Linked DNA regions of Gossypium arboreum: region 2 is linked to region 1. The links are chromatin contacts, called in public Hi-C maps. All regions are on one chromosome and are shown on one strand. Each heading gives the region's core, a stretch centred on a gene start, on an enhancer-like site or on the middle of the called end of the contact. The rest is flanking DNA. Distances are from core to core; before and after follow the strand shown. Region 1 has its middle 8.4 kb from the start of LOC108473593. Region 2 holds the start of LOC108471287.

What was found. Hi-C and Micro-C count contacts between places; a contact is called where the count stands out from the background.
Region 2: a Hi-C map of leaf shows a contact between it and region 1, with 1.9 times the contacts expected there. The contact joins the promoter of LOC108471287 here to the enhancer-like site in region 1. A contact is called at or near these places in 2 of 5 Hi-C or Micro-C datasets (both in leaf).

The regions. Positions count from the first base shown.
Region 1 is chr11:41,248,103-41,254,576 of ASM2569848v2, forward strand. No RefSeq gene overlaps it. Among protein-coding and RNA genes, the nearest start is that of LOC108473593, 8.4 kb to the left of the region's middle. Within about 2 kb of position 3,694, at least 2 of the 2 cell types and tissues checked have an H3K27ac peak or open chromatin away from gene starts, as enhancers often do. A contact at or near this core is called in leaf, where this site is marked.
Region 2 is chr11:41,529,576-41,536,049 of ASM2569848v2, forward strand. It overlaps LOC108471287, which reads right to left and starts at 3,751. Exons shown (of 3, transcript XM_053021079.1): 1 at 3,210-3,751; 2 at 2,969-3,141; 3 at 1,241-2,289. The coding sequence starts at 3,459. The coding sequence ends at 2,161.

The DNA of each region.
Region 1 (6,474 bases), core at 2,444-4,943:
AAATGGTTGAATAAGGAGTGTTTTTATTGTCAATTTGTCACATGCAGGCAAAGGTAGAGGCGGGATTTAGAAAATGTCAATTATCGGTCTCATATGAAAGGTCCTTTGTAAGCTTCCGCAGCCCCACTTAAGGTTTCTAATATTTAGTTGGCCTCTGCTTCTTTCTACGCTTAAATTATTAGATGCAAGCATATTCAATACTCCAATTATTCGTTTAAATTCAAACATTCTAATTCCCATTTTTACTTTTTTTTTCTAACTTTATTCTAAATTATTGATTTTATTTTTATTTGTTTATTGTTAAGCGGATGCTAATCTTTTAATGATGTTTTTTTATTTCGTTTACTTGCTATTATGTTAATTAATTTCTTAAATTTATTATTATTATTATTATTTTATGTAATATCTTTTATTTATTATTTTTGCTTGTTATTCTTAATTCTCTAATTTAATTTATTATTTTACTTGTTATTTTAATTAATTATTATGATTGATTTTTCCAACATGATTTTGTTCATTTGGAAATAACTTAACTTTAGAGTGGGTAATGGGTAGCTTACTCAATATTAAAATATTATAATTAAGCCCTAATGTGTTATAAAACTAATGTGATACTATCCTTAGGGATGGGCGTTGCAGGGCTGTTAATATTTTTTATATGTAATCATACTCGAATTTAGATTTGGTTAAGTAGACCAGAATTTATTTATTTTAGATTATTTACTTAAGCTTAAAATAATTCTAAATTGTATAATATCTTAAAAGGATTATAGTGAGACGAGAAAGACTTTTAAGTCTTCAAGATGTAATGTATCAAGAAATCATTATTAATCTTCATGGATGTTAATACCAATAAGTTTCATTGATGTCAGTCTACTTTGTAAAGGTGATATCTAGTCTTATAAGTTGTCTCACATTGAGCATTAACAGCTTCCATATAATCCTTAACTTTCTCATAATTCAATATTGACCTGCAATATTATGTGAGATACAATTGGGTCACTTCTATCTTTTGTATAAAGTGATCTCAACTTGAGTACTCCCAACATTAGCCATCAATGACTTCTCTTTTTGGAGAGAACAATCAAAGTCAATACACCATGATATAGTAAGACAACCTCTTTCCATTTGTTATAATTATCATCACTCAAGTAAAAAATTTATACATTGTTATCAGAGAATAAACAAATATACTTACTTAATAACATTTGAAGTACAATCCATCAAACAAAATGATGAGTTAATCAATGCAAAATCATATAATAAATAGTAAATGAATCAACATATAATAAAATCTTTAAGACAATACATAATATGATTCATTTTCTTTTAGGGGTGAAACTATTACTTATACTTTATAATGCTTGTGGGTTAATTAAAAAAAATAGCATTTATTTCATCCTAAGTAATCAAGAAAGTATTATTCTTTGTTATAGGTAAAATAAATGTATTAACATGATTAATTAGATGTTATTTACCTGATAATTAGAATATCACTACTTAATGCATATAGATGTTGTGAATAGTCTAAAATACTTAAGTGTACACAATCATATGACATCAAAAGATAAATTATTAATATTATATTTAAACATGGCATATAACAAAATAATACAACTAGAGAAAAACATCATATGAGCCATAAGATGCTAGAAAACACCCTATTACTTATATGTCTCACCCATCGTCAAACCTTCAAATAGGGCCCATGCCCCCCGCGCCCCCAACACCTTGCACTGTCCATGCATTGTTACGTGTTCATCAATCCTCGATCAACGTTTTAATTTCATTATTGATTTTGATTTGACTTGATATTATCTAATTTGATTGACTTGAACAGCTTTAACTCGATTTGATTTGGTTCATTAACTTGGACCGATTTAGCTTGACCTTCAATTTTAATGGGTTTAAGTTTTTCTCAAAAGATATTAGCCTTATCCTAATAAAAGGATAACGAGTTGGACTTGGAATTTCTAATAACTTAGGGGTGTTTTAATGAAATTTTCTAAATATTGATTGAAGATAGGTTATAAATTAAAAATATTAAGGGTTGTAATGATTGAATTTGGCCATTTTTCTTATTACCTAATGTTGAAAAATACACAATAATGGTAAAAAATCATCAGATATCACAACTATAAAAAAGCTAAGCCCAATACACAATTTTATGCATAAATTCCAAATCAAGTATGAAGAACCTTAAACATATTTCATATAATCTAAGATATGTAAAAAAAAAATCAAAGAGACATGGGTAGGTAAAGATTAAACGAGGCTTTGATAGATTCAAAAATAAAATATGAATCAATACATGATAACCTCCACCCACAACACTTAGAATAAAAAAATTGCTCAAAAAACTTCCAAAGCACTATGAAAATCGAATGGGTTGAAGGTTTATGTATATTAGCAACCTCTACAAAACGAAGGGAAGGAGAGTGTTATCATTTCAAAATTTTAACTCACTTAAATTTCACCTTCAACTATACTCCATTTTCAACATTTTATGCTTTGCACCCATATTTATCTAAGTCAGTTCAATTTTGTAATAATGTTAAAAAAGTCAATTGACATTAAAATGTGCTACGTCATACCTCCAACCATTTAAAACGTGATACTTGACATTTATATTTATTGAAATAAAAAATATATATAATTTAAGAAATTCAAAATAAAAACTTAGATTTGAATAATCAAAATCCCAATCCAAACAAAAATAATTTAAATTTAAATAATCTAAATCTGAAATTATTGAAAAATCTCAAAAATAAAATTAATTTGATATAAATTGGCCTCCAAATTTGGATGTATCCTAAATAGGGATGACAATTTGATTTATAGATTCAGATATTTTCAAATATCCAATCTGTTTTATGTATTTAGATATTATGGATTTAAATACTATTTATATTCAATTTCAAAATCATTATCTAATGCGGATTCGAGTAATTGTAAATAGATATCCAAGATATTCTTTACTCAAATCAACATTGCTTATTTGAATAACAAATGTATATTTAGATTTAAATATTTGAATTCACTTATTATAAAATACTTATAATTATAATTTTAAATATAAATTTTAAAAAATGATTTTATCGTTCTTTGAATTTAAATATATGACGAATGATAATATTTAATTAGATTTGAATTCAAATAATAATAATTAAATAATTTAGGATAATTAACAAAATTAAATTTTTAGATAAATTTACCAATTCAAATATTTTATCGCAATCATTCCTATTCCTTTGTGCATGACGTCAATTCTTTTTATTATAAAATTATAATGTGTGGCAATGGTATTAGTAGCGATATTCTTTCTATACCCGAGCTTAATGCAGACGTGGAGTCCACGTTGCAGCAGCGTGGATATTCCACGTACAGTAGTTTAAAACAGATTAATTACACGTCACAACTCAGAATGAATAGTGCTTCAAGATTTGTGCAGAGCCAGGATTAGAAACTTGCCTTATTTCTTTATTTTTGGTCAGCTGCCCCAGACTCACCTTCCTTATACGCACCGCTCCCTTCCCTGCCCGCTGCCCTAATGCTGCTGGCTTTGGCACCACTCCAAAATGTTGCCCTAGAAGCACCCTCTATAAAACCTTCATATCTCTGACCTGCACTCTCATTGCCTCCCTTTTTCTTTTCCTCCTTTGCAGTAATCAATAAGGTCTCTGGGTTTTGTGTATTCTTTTTCAAAGCTTTTAAGTGTCTTCACTCCTCTCATACGTTTTATGAAAGTGCAAAAAACTTCCATCCGCTTGTGATAAAGTACCAAGTTGAGCAAAGCGGCCATATTTTGCACAGATTGAGTAAAGAAAGTAGTCAATAATCTACTTGTGCTTTTTTCATCTAAATGGGTTTATATTGTTTTTCGGACATTTATGTAAACCTATTTGTGATTATAGCAAACACCTGTTTACATTTCAGATATTAATAGCTTTTCTATTCAACTCATTGAAACTTTTGGGAGGGAGGCAGATTCTATTTTAGGAAGGTGGGACAAAGTGAAAATTTGATCTCTTTTTTACAAAAGTGGGTTATTTTATTTAATTAATTAATTACGTAAATGATTCAAATTTAAAAATAATTATTTAAATAACTAATAAAATTATAGGAAGAGACGGTTGGCACCATTATTTTTTTATTAAAAAATATTTTTTGAGTTTTGGACATTAGATAGTTGGTAATTCTGTATTTTTTGTATTTTTGAAAATTTTTTTGAATATTGACACATTGATGATTAATACTCTTTTATCTAATTAAAAATTATTTTTGGGAGGGTCAAAGTTTCACCAATAAAGACCTAAATTCACTTAATAAAAGGATAAGAATATTGTAATTTAACTCTTCCATATTTTCTTAAATCTTTTTATTTCTCAAATTTAATTACATGTTTTATATTTTAAGTAATCAAATTTAGGAAATAAAAAGATGAGAAAACATAGAGGGGTTAATGTTGTAATATTTTATCTCTTTTGTTGGGTGAGTTTGAGCCTTTGTTGTTCGGCATCTAACCTCTAAAAAAATAAATTTTTAATCAAATAAAAGGAGTCGGCCATTAGTGTGTCAGTACCCAAAAAAATAAGTGTCGGTCATTTAATGTTTAAAATTTTAAAAATTATCTTTTTGGTGCCAGTCATCTAGTCTCTATAATTAAATTTTATTATTCATTTTAAATTATTTAAATAAATATTCATGGTTCAGGGTCATTTACATAATTAATTATTATTTTTGAATTATTTAAGTAAAATAACAGCAAAAGACGAGTACTTCTCCTCTAATTACTTAAAAGATAATATTGCAAAAGATTTTTTATTGGAGGGGATGCATGCCAAAAAAGGAAAATGGGTCCAATTTTTGTATGCTTTATTTCTTGGCCTGCCAAGATTAGATTAATATTGGTGGTGTACAGTAATCACAGTTCATCCTTATCTCATTACTAAAATGGGTAAAAGGTGTTATGATTTGTGTATTTTAACACTTTAAATTTGGCTTTTACCATTGAAACTACCTTCTTTAAATAATAAAAATAATTATTTGATACACTTTTACTAAAATATTTTAGATTTTACAATTAAGTTGAAGGCGTGGTAAATATTAATTTTATTTATTTTCATAATATATTTGTCAAATTTTTATGAAAAAAGTGATTGGTGTATCAAATAATTTTGATAAAAATAAAAAGTTGGATAAAACACTTAACAAAAAAGTTTATGAAAACAGAAAAGTAAAATAAATGTGGTTAAGCATTAAAAAATTTATGAAAATAGAATTTTTGAGTTTGATTTTAATATTTTAATTTTATTAATATTTTAATTTTTAAATTATACTGCTTTTTTATATAGGTAATTAAATTCTTTTCTTTAAATATGGACTTGAACTTTATTTTTTTTAATTTTAAGTTCAAATACCTAACTCTATTTGTAAAATAATTTTCAATCAATCTAGGTTCGACATGTGTTCAGTCGGATATTTAAATAAAATAAGTTATTTGTGAAAAAAAAAATAGATAAAGAAATAAAATATTATAAATGCAATTTTTTATCAATCTATTCGATGGGTATTTCCTTGTTGCTAATATTCATTCCTTGGTTGAGATTATTATTATCAGCCGTACTTGAATGGACTACTTCGGTTGAGTAACAAAAACAAGAACTATTCAACACCGGAGTAGTCGTCGAAAAATTAATAGATATAGAAGAAAATGCACTTCCGCACTAGTTATTATTTTGGAGAAGAGAATTTGTTTTCTAGAATGTGGAACTCTAAAGCTTTAAATGCAAGTTGGTATTTGGAACTCGGATTAGCCATGTAGGAGGTGAGTTCATCGGAGTTGGATATATCAAAGCTGGAATTCGACTTATACCCAAATCGAGAGTGATATGGTCGATATTTAGGACGTTTGCTCGAGTTGAGGGATTCCTCAATCTTGGCTTGATAGAGGCTTCTCAACCTTTCCTTCTGTTCTAGCTCTTTCAAGGCCAATTGAAGAGGGTCTTGGGAAAGACCCATTGAGAGAAGAAGGTGGTAAAGAGTTTGCTATTGTTTAGAGGTGAGGAATATAACAGTCCGTTTTTAGGTCAAATCAGAACAGTGATTTCAGGATCACAAATCTGAAGTCAAAATATTTATTTTATTATTTTAATAAGGTTTACAACATGATAGATTAATTACGTGAAAGTTTTGTAAAGAAATTTTACCGTTTAAATGCTTAATTCGTTAATAAAGACTAAATTGCGTAAAGTGTAAAATTAGGGTTCTACTTGATAAAAGCATTATATGACTATGAACTTGAACTTTGAAATATGGGAGTACTTGCATGGTAATTAGTCCTTATGACATAGTGGAAGTGGTTGGCTTGGTATTTTTGAAATTATTAAATGTTTTAAAGGTTAAAATGGTAAATAGGTAATTAATGTTAAAATCAATAAAATAAAAACTTAATTTGGTGTCATCTTCTTCATT
Region 2 (6,474 bases), core at 2,501-5,000, 280 kb after region 1:
ATGTAAAAGTAGAAAGATTCTCCCATATCATATTTGAAGAAAATGTTAAATTTCATTTTAAGTTTTTATTATTCAGATTTCATCTCTATATTTTCATTTCTAATATTATTTAATTTTTATATTTTTAATAATATTAATTAATTTAAATAGTTAATATTAGTAACTTTTCAATTAAAAGTTTATATAATTAATTTGAATGATTTAAAAATCTTAGAGACTAATACATTTTTGGGTTTGCCTTACTTTTTTTAACATTATAAAATAATAGTTAAATTTCAATTTTGTCCCTATAGATTAAAAATATATATTTTAATTATTGACATAATTTAGACCCTCTACTTTTATAATATCATTAGTTAGTATAAATAGTTAATATTGTTAACTATTTCAGTTCTAATGCTACGCCCATTTTTTTAAGAACATTATCCCAAAATAATATTTATTTCATCGTAACGATTTTGAAAATTCACATTAGCATTTTCAACTTTAATTTTCATTGTTTCACTATCAAGTGATTTTCTTTTAAATTTTAAAATGTTATAATAATAAATTTGATATAAAAATTTTAATAATGGTAACAATTAAATCTAAATTTTAAATTTTAAAAGAAATCGAAAAACTCCTTTGAAAATAAAATAAAAAAAACTAAATTTTAGGAAAATAAAATTAAATTTTTACTCCGGAAAGCAATTTACCATTACTGGATTAGATGTATACAGATATGATGGCACGTGTACAATAGTAGTCAAACAAATATAAAATTGTTACGTGTCCTTATTTAATAGGCTATTGTCAAATCAGCTAGGTGCATTTAAATATTTTTGTAAAATATTGTTCTAGGTCATATGTTTTTTAAAATACAAATATCATATTCCACATTCTATTTAATTTTAACACCAAATGTTGCATTAATTCCTTTGATCGTATGCTGGACTCAGGAAAAAAAGCAGAACCTTTTGGAATGCATGTGAAAATCAATGGTTTAATTAAATCTCATGCATCAAATTTGAAATTGTGATTTGTGATCTATATGTTTACAATCATCATTGTACCAATATATATTACAGTTAACACCAAACCTTAATTACTCTTAACAATTATAATACAAATAGGATTTGCAGCTAGAAAAATTGCAAGAGTTTATAAACCACACAGCAATTGAAGCCCACAACCGATCAAATCATTGTCTTTTGACAGCAATAAAAACTAAAAGTTGTCCAAAATGCAGCTCCCTATGAACTTTGGTGTACAGAAAACATGTCCTAAAAGATGAATCCATTAAAGGAGACAGAATGTACCCAAAACAAGGGGAAAAGTAAATGTGATGTTTGATCAACGATTCAAAGTTTCAAACCATAATAACAAAACAAAACCACATTGTACCATATTTCTAAACTTGAAACAGATAAAAGCTTTCTAAGTGGAGAAGGATGTTCCCATCCCACTACCATTTGTTAGGTGTTTCTGCAGTCCCTCATTGAAATAAAGCTCGGGACCATCACATTTGCATTTTGTCTTCACTTCCTTTTTGGGGGCCTTCCACTAAATCCCAATGTATCTTTCCTTCTTTTTGTATACTGTCTAGTTACGTAGTAATATTAAACTCTTACACCTGAGTTTTCTTTTATCTAGAAAAAGTCCCTAGTCCCCGGTGGCTAGGAGTGATCAAGTTCGCCCAAAACTCAATTCACTTCCGTTGAGCGAACCCTCATGGATAACTCTTAGACTTAAATTGAGAGCAAAGAAAAATATATGAAATGGGTTGAAGGTAATGTGAAAAATGATTTGGGTTGTTCAAGTTCTTTCAGATCCAAAGTCTTACCTAGATAATTGTTTTCCCAATTTTCTAAATTCTACTAACATAACTAAAATGATCCCAAAAAAGGAAAAAAAAAGTTGGAAATATTGAGTTTCGATGTTGAGATAGGAAGTGGTTCATTACATTCATTGATGTTCTAAGTGATTAATAAGGTTTTACATCAAAACATAAATACTAGGAAGGCATTGGGAAGAGTGAAAGGATGGATTGTTATGTCTATGGCTTTATATAGTTGTTTGCTTGCTTTTTATTGGTTGTAGGGGAGTTGGGACTGAGGAGAGAAATGACAAAGGGGAAAGCCTGCAATGGTCCTGGAATAGAGATATGAAAGCTATTTGAGTTCAAGTCCCAATCTCTGCAATGCTCTGCAAAGCTGGCCTCCATTGCCCCCCACCTCCACCATGATGCCTTCCCGTATACCTACTTCTGCTGCCACCACTGCTTCCCTGTCTGTTAACTTCCTGCTTCACCTGCACACACGGTAGAAAAAGAATGGGAAATTTTATCTAAAAGGACAAATTGGACAAAGGAACCCCATGAGACAATGACAATTGCATAAGCTTTTCTTTGGGGGTTCAATTATTTATTTGTACTAAACCCAAGCTTTCCACGAAATTTAGATCCTTTTCTGTTCGCACTACCTTACTATGAAGACAAGCCATTAGGCTACATTCTCATAAACATGCATGGTGAAATATGGTTGATTAATGATCATAATTAAAGTAGATATATCAATAATGACCAGTTGTTGTGAGTTCAACTTAACAGTAACATATCATTAAAGAAGATTTTTCAACAGTATTGATGTACGTCAAGTGTTGGAAATTAATTTTTCAATTAGATACCTCGAGATCTGTTGTTAAACAAAGTTCAGACTTCAGATTCTTCCTAGTTCTCAGTTTTTGAGACGATAACTTTTTTTTTTTAAACTTACCGACCGAGAAAAAAACCCCATAAAACTCATTTCTTAGGCACTAATGAATTGGTAGTAAAGATTAATTACATTTCTTGAAATTCGAGACCCAAAATTAAAACTCATTTCAGAAGCTTATGTCACCTGTTCTGACAGTTTTTGTTAACTTAGACGAAACTTGAAACAGTAGTGTTCAAAGTCGCTTTGAGCTTTTTTTTTATTATTTTTTTTATTACCTTAATAACCGAACTGCAGTTCCCAGATTTGGGGTTCAGTTTGGGTTTCAGATCGGAATCGTTGGTCAAATCCTTTCTCTTCAACTCCATCCCAACCCCAATCCCTCCTCTTTCTTTCAACAGTTTCCCAAGCTTCGTGCACTTCTTTGCCGCAAACTCTTTCATAACATCTACTAAAAGAAAACAAATTAAACGAAAGGCAAAAACTATAGACGTAAAAAGATTTAAGAGAATAAATTACCTTCAAAGCTAATGAGTCGATAGATATGGCCGACTAATAGTGTGTCATCTGGTTTTAAAAGCTTGAGTTGCTTCAAAGGCATCCCATGTTGGGTTTTCAACGTGGGCGAGGTTAGCACAAGTGCAATGTAATGCCCTGGATTTGAGGTCATGATTTCATTGACACTAACAGGGTGGTAAATCCTCTCGATCTTGTTCCCTGGGTGGTGAATAACCACGGTTGCTGCTTCAGCTGCTTGGCAATTTCCCATATCTTTACAGCACAACGTAGTTACACTCGGAAACAATGAGCGTACTACTGTTGAATGGAACAGACTTTGAGGTTATATATACACGTTAAAGTGAAATAAAGCAGAGAAGTTTTAGGCCATGGGAAAAGCAAAGGAAAATGGCTGATCTTCGGTGCCTATATGATATCAGCAAGTACTTGATGATGAAAAAGGGAGCGTAAATGTGGAAGAGAGAGGACAGTTTTTTTAGGGGTGTTAGGTCAGAAAAGTGAAAGCCCAAATAATAGTCCACACCCTTAACCCAAGCTTCTAAAATATGTATGTGAAAGATATTTAATATGGGACGATTTATATAATTTAAATAATTGAAATATGTTTAATTGTTTATTTTTTATTAGATAATTTCAATAGTTATATATATTAATAATGTATATTAATAATAGAATTTATATGATGACTTGATGGTTAATGATGTTTACCGCTTCAAACGTGATCTGTGTTTGATTATGAAAACGTGTAAATTTGATTAATTAAAGATATTTGATATTAACTTTGCTTAAACAGTTTCCTAAATTTAGAAAAGAGAAAAAAAAAAATTTGGTTAGTTAAATTTATTGGCATGATGTACATGAATATGGTCCAAAACTAGGAATCTTAGTACACAGGGAGTCCTAAAATTTGTCCAAACCTTAGGACAAATAGCTAATTTACAGGCTATTTATTTGAGTGTGCAGGATTTTTGGGCTCAATCCTTAACTTTGACCTACTTGTATGTTTAACTCCACAGGTTCACCTCAAGCTTAGGACAAATAGGTAATTTACTTGAAGAGGCTTTGTTTTTCCGTTTACATATATTTTAAAAGGTATGGGTGGGTCTCTTAAACCATTTTCTATTAAAAAGTTAAATATTAAGCAAAAGTTTTTTTATTTTTATTGTTATTATATATTTTATTTTTTAATAATTTAATTAATCATCAATAAGTAACTATATGAGCAATAAAAAAATAGATATACATATAATTAGTAGATGTTTAATAAATTCATTAATAAAATTATTTATATATGAATTTAATTTAATATAGTTAATGTTCATTTTAATTATAATTTCATCATTATCGTTAAAATTCTAAATATATATATATATCATTATTGATTTTAATTTCACCGTTATAGTATTCAATCTTACTTTATAATAACTAAACTCACTGCCACTGTTGTTTTTACTTTGATCAGAGTCAATCTCACTATCCATCCAAAAGGAACCTAATAGTCATTGTACTTTTATTTTCAAAATTTAGTCCTATTTTTAGATTTCAAAATTCAAGATCGATTATTAACACTGTTAATTTTTTCATTAAAATTGTTGGTGTGACATTTTGAATAAAAATATTCACTTGGTAAGAATATAACTAAAAAGGAAACATTGTAATGATCATAAATTTAACAAAATAATTTTAACAGTATTAACAATTTGACTTGAATTTTAAAATCTAAACAATAGAAAAACTAAATTCCTAAAAATAAAAATATAAAATTCAAATTCTAAATCTACAAAAACTAGAAAGATTATGATATATTTTAACCTTATATTTTTAAAGACATTAACAACGCCAACTTATCGAGAAAGTGACATGTGTAATTAACTTATAAAAATGACATTAAATTACTTTAAATTATTTAATTAAATTCATTTAATAAATAAAATACACTAAAAAATTCATTTAATATATTTCTCTTCTTTAATTTTTTTACCCTGAACTAAAAAATTGTTTGGATTCTTTCATATGGATCTCTCATTCACTTCAGTTCATTTTACCATGTGAAAAATAAAATTTTTAGGTGTTTTAGATTTTCGTTTAAGGGAAATAGATACAGGGTTACTCTTTACAAAAAAAATTTCCGAACTCACCATTTAAAAAAATTGTTTTTACATCCATTTGATGGATTCTCTAATCATTGATGACAATAACTGTAATTAGAACTTCTATTAATGTTATTTTACTCACATGAGATAGTATATCAAAAAAAAATGTCCTCTTTTTGTCTACAAATCAAAATCAAAAGAAGATAAAGCTTCATCTAAAGTGATAGTATCTTTTTAAACATTAAACATGTGACAATTAGGGACAAAGTTTTTTTTTTCTATTATTCTTTTCTTACTTCTTTTAGGTTCACTCAGAAATTCATTTTCATTTTGGGGTTGATAAGCATGTTGGAACCTTTAGTTGATAATTGCTTAAGAAAAACAAAGCACATAAGTGATGGTTGCATTCAAGCCATTAAAGATGGAACTACGAGAAACACAACAAAAACAAGGCATACAAAATTGTTTATGCAGTTTAGTTTCTCTACGCCTGCGGAGCCTAACTCGATGAGAAAATCCGTTATCTTTAATCCTAACACAACAAGTGGTTTAAGTCCTATCAGCACGACAAATTCTCTTAATTCCAGGATGCCAAAAAATACTCGAATATCTTCATTAAGGCCATCCTCAAACCTCTTGCACATGGTGGCTTTGGTAGACACGCACTCCCGAGCGTACTTACTGAGTCTCACGAACTCACGCTTATACTCTATTACTGTCATTTCGCCTTGCTTCAATTTTAAAATTCCTTCCTCTTTTGATCTATAAACCTCTAACTGATGTACTTTTTCCGAAACTCTTCTTGGAAGAATTCCAAAGTTACTCACTCTTTCGGTATAACAGAAACGAGAGTATTCCACCATTGGTAGGCTGAGTCTCGCAGGAGTGACACTGCACATTTTACGCACCCTACAGGCATGCATGATAGCTCATCAAATACTCTAATGGTATTTTCTAACCAGACTCTACCCTCTTAAGGTCATCATCTACATTAGCTCGGAATTCCTCGGCCCTATGCTTCTGAATTTTGTCTACTGAAGGTTTTTCCCTCCTAATCATGTCTACTCCTTGCGGGGCTACAGGGGCATACTGAGGAAACGGGAGAGGTGGGGGAGGTGAAGTGCTCAGATTTGCACAAACAAGCTCCGTGTACCAAGCGTCCATCATTCGGA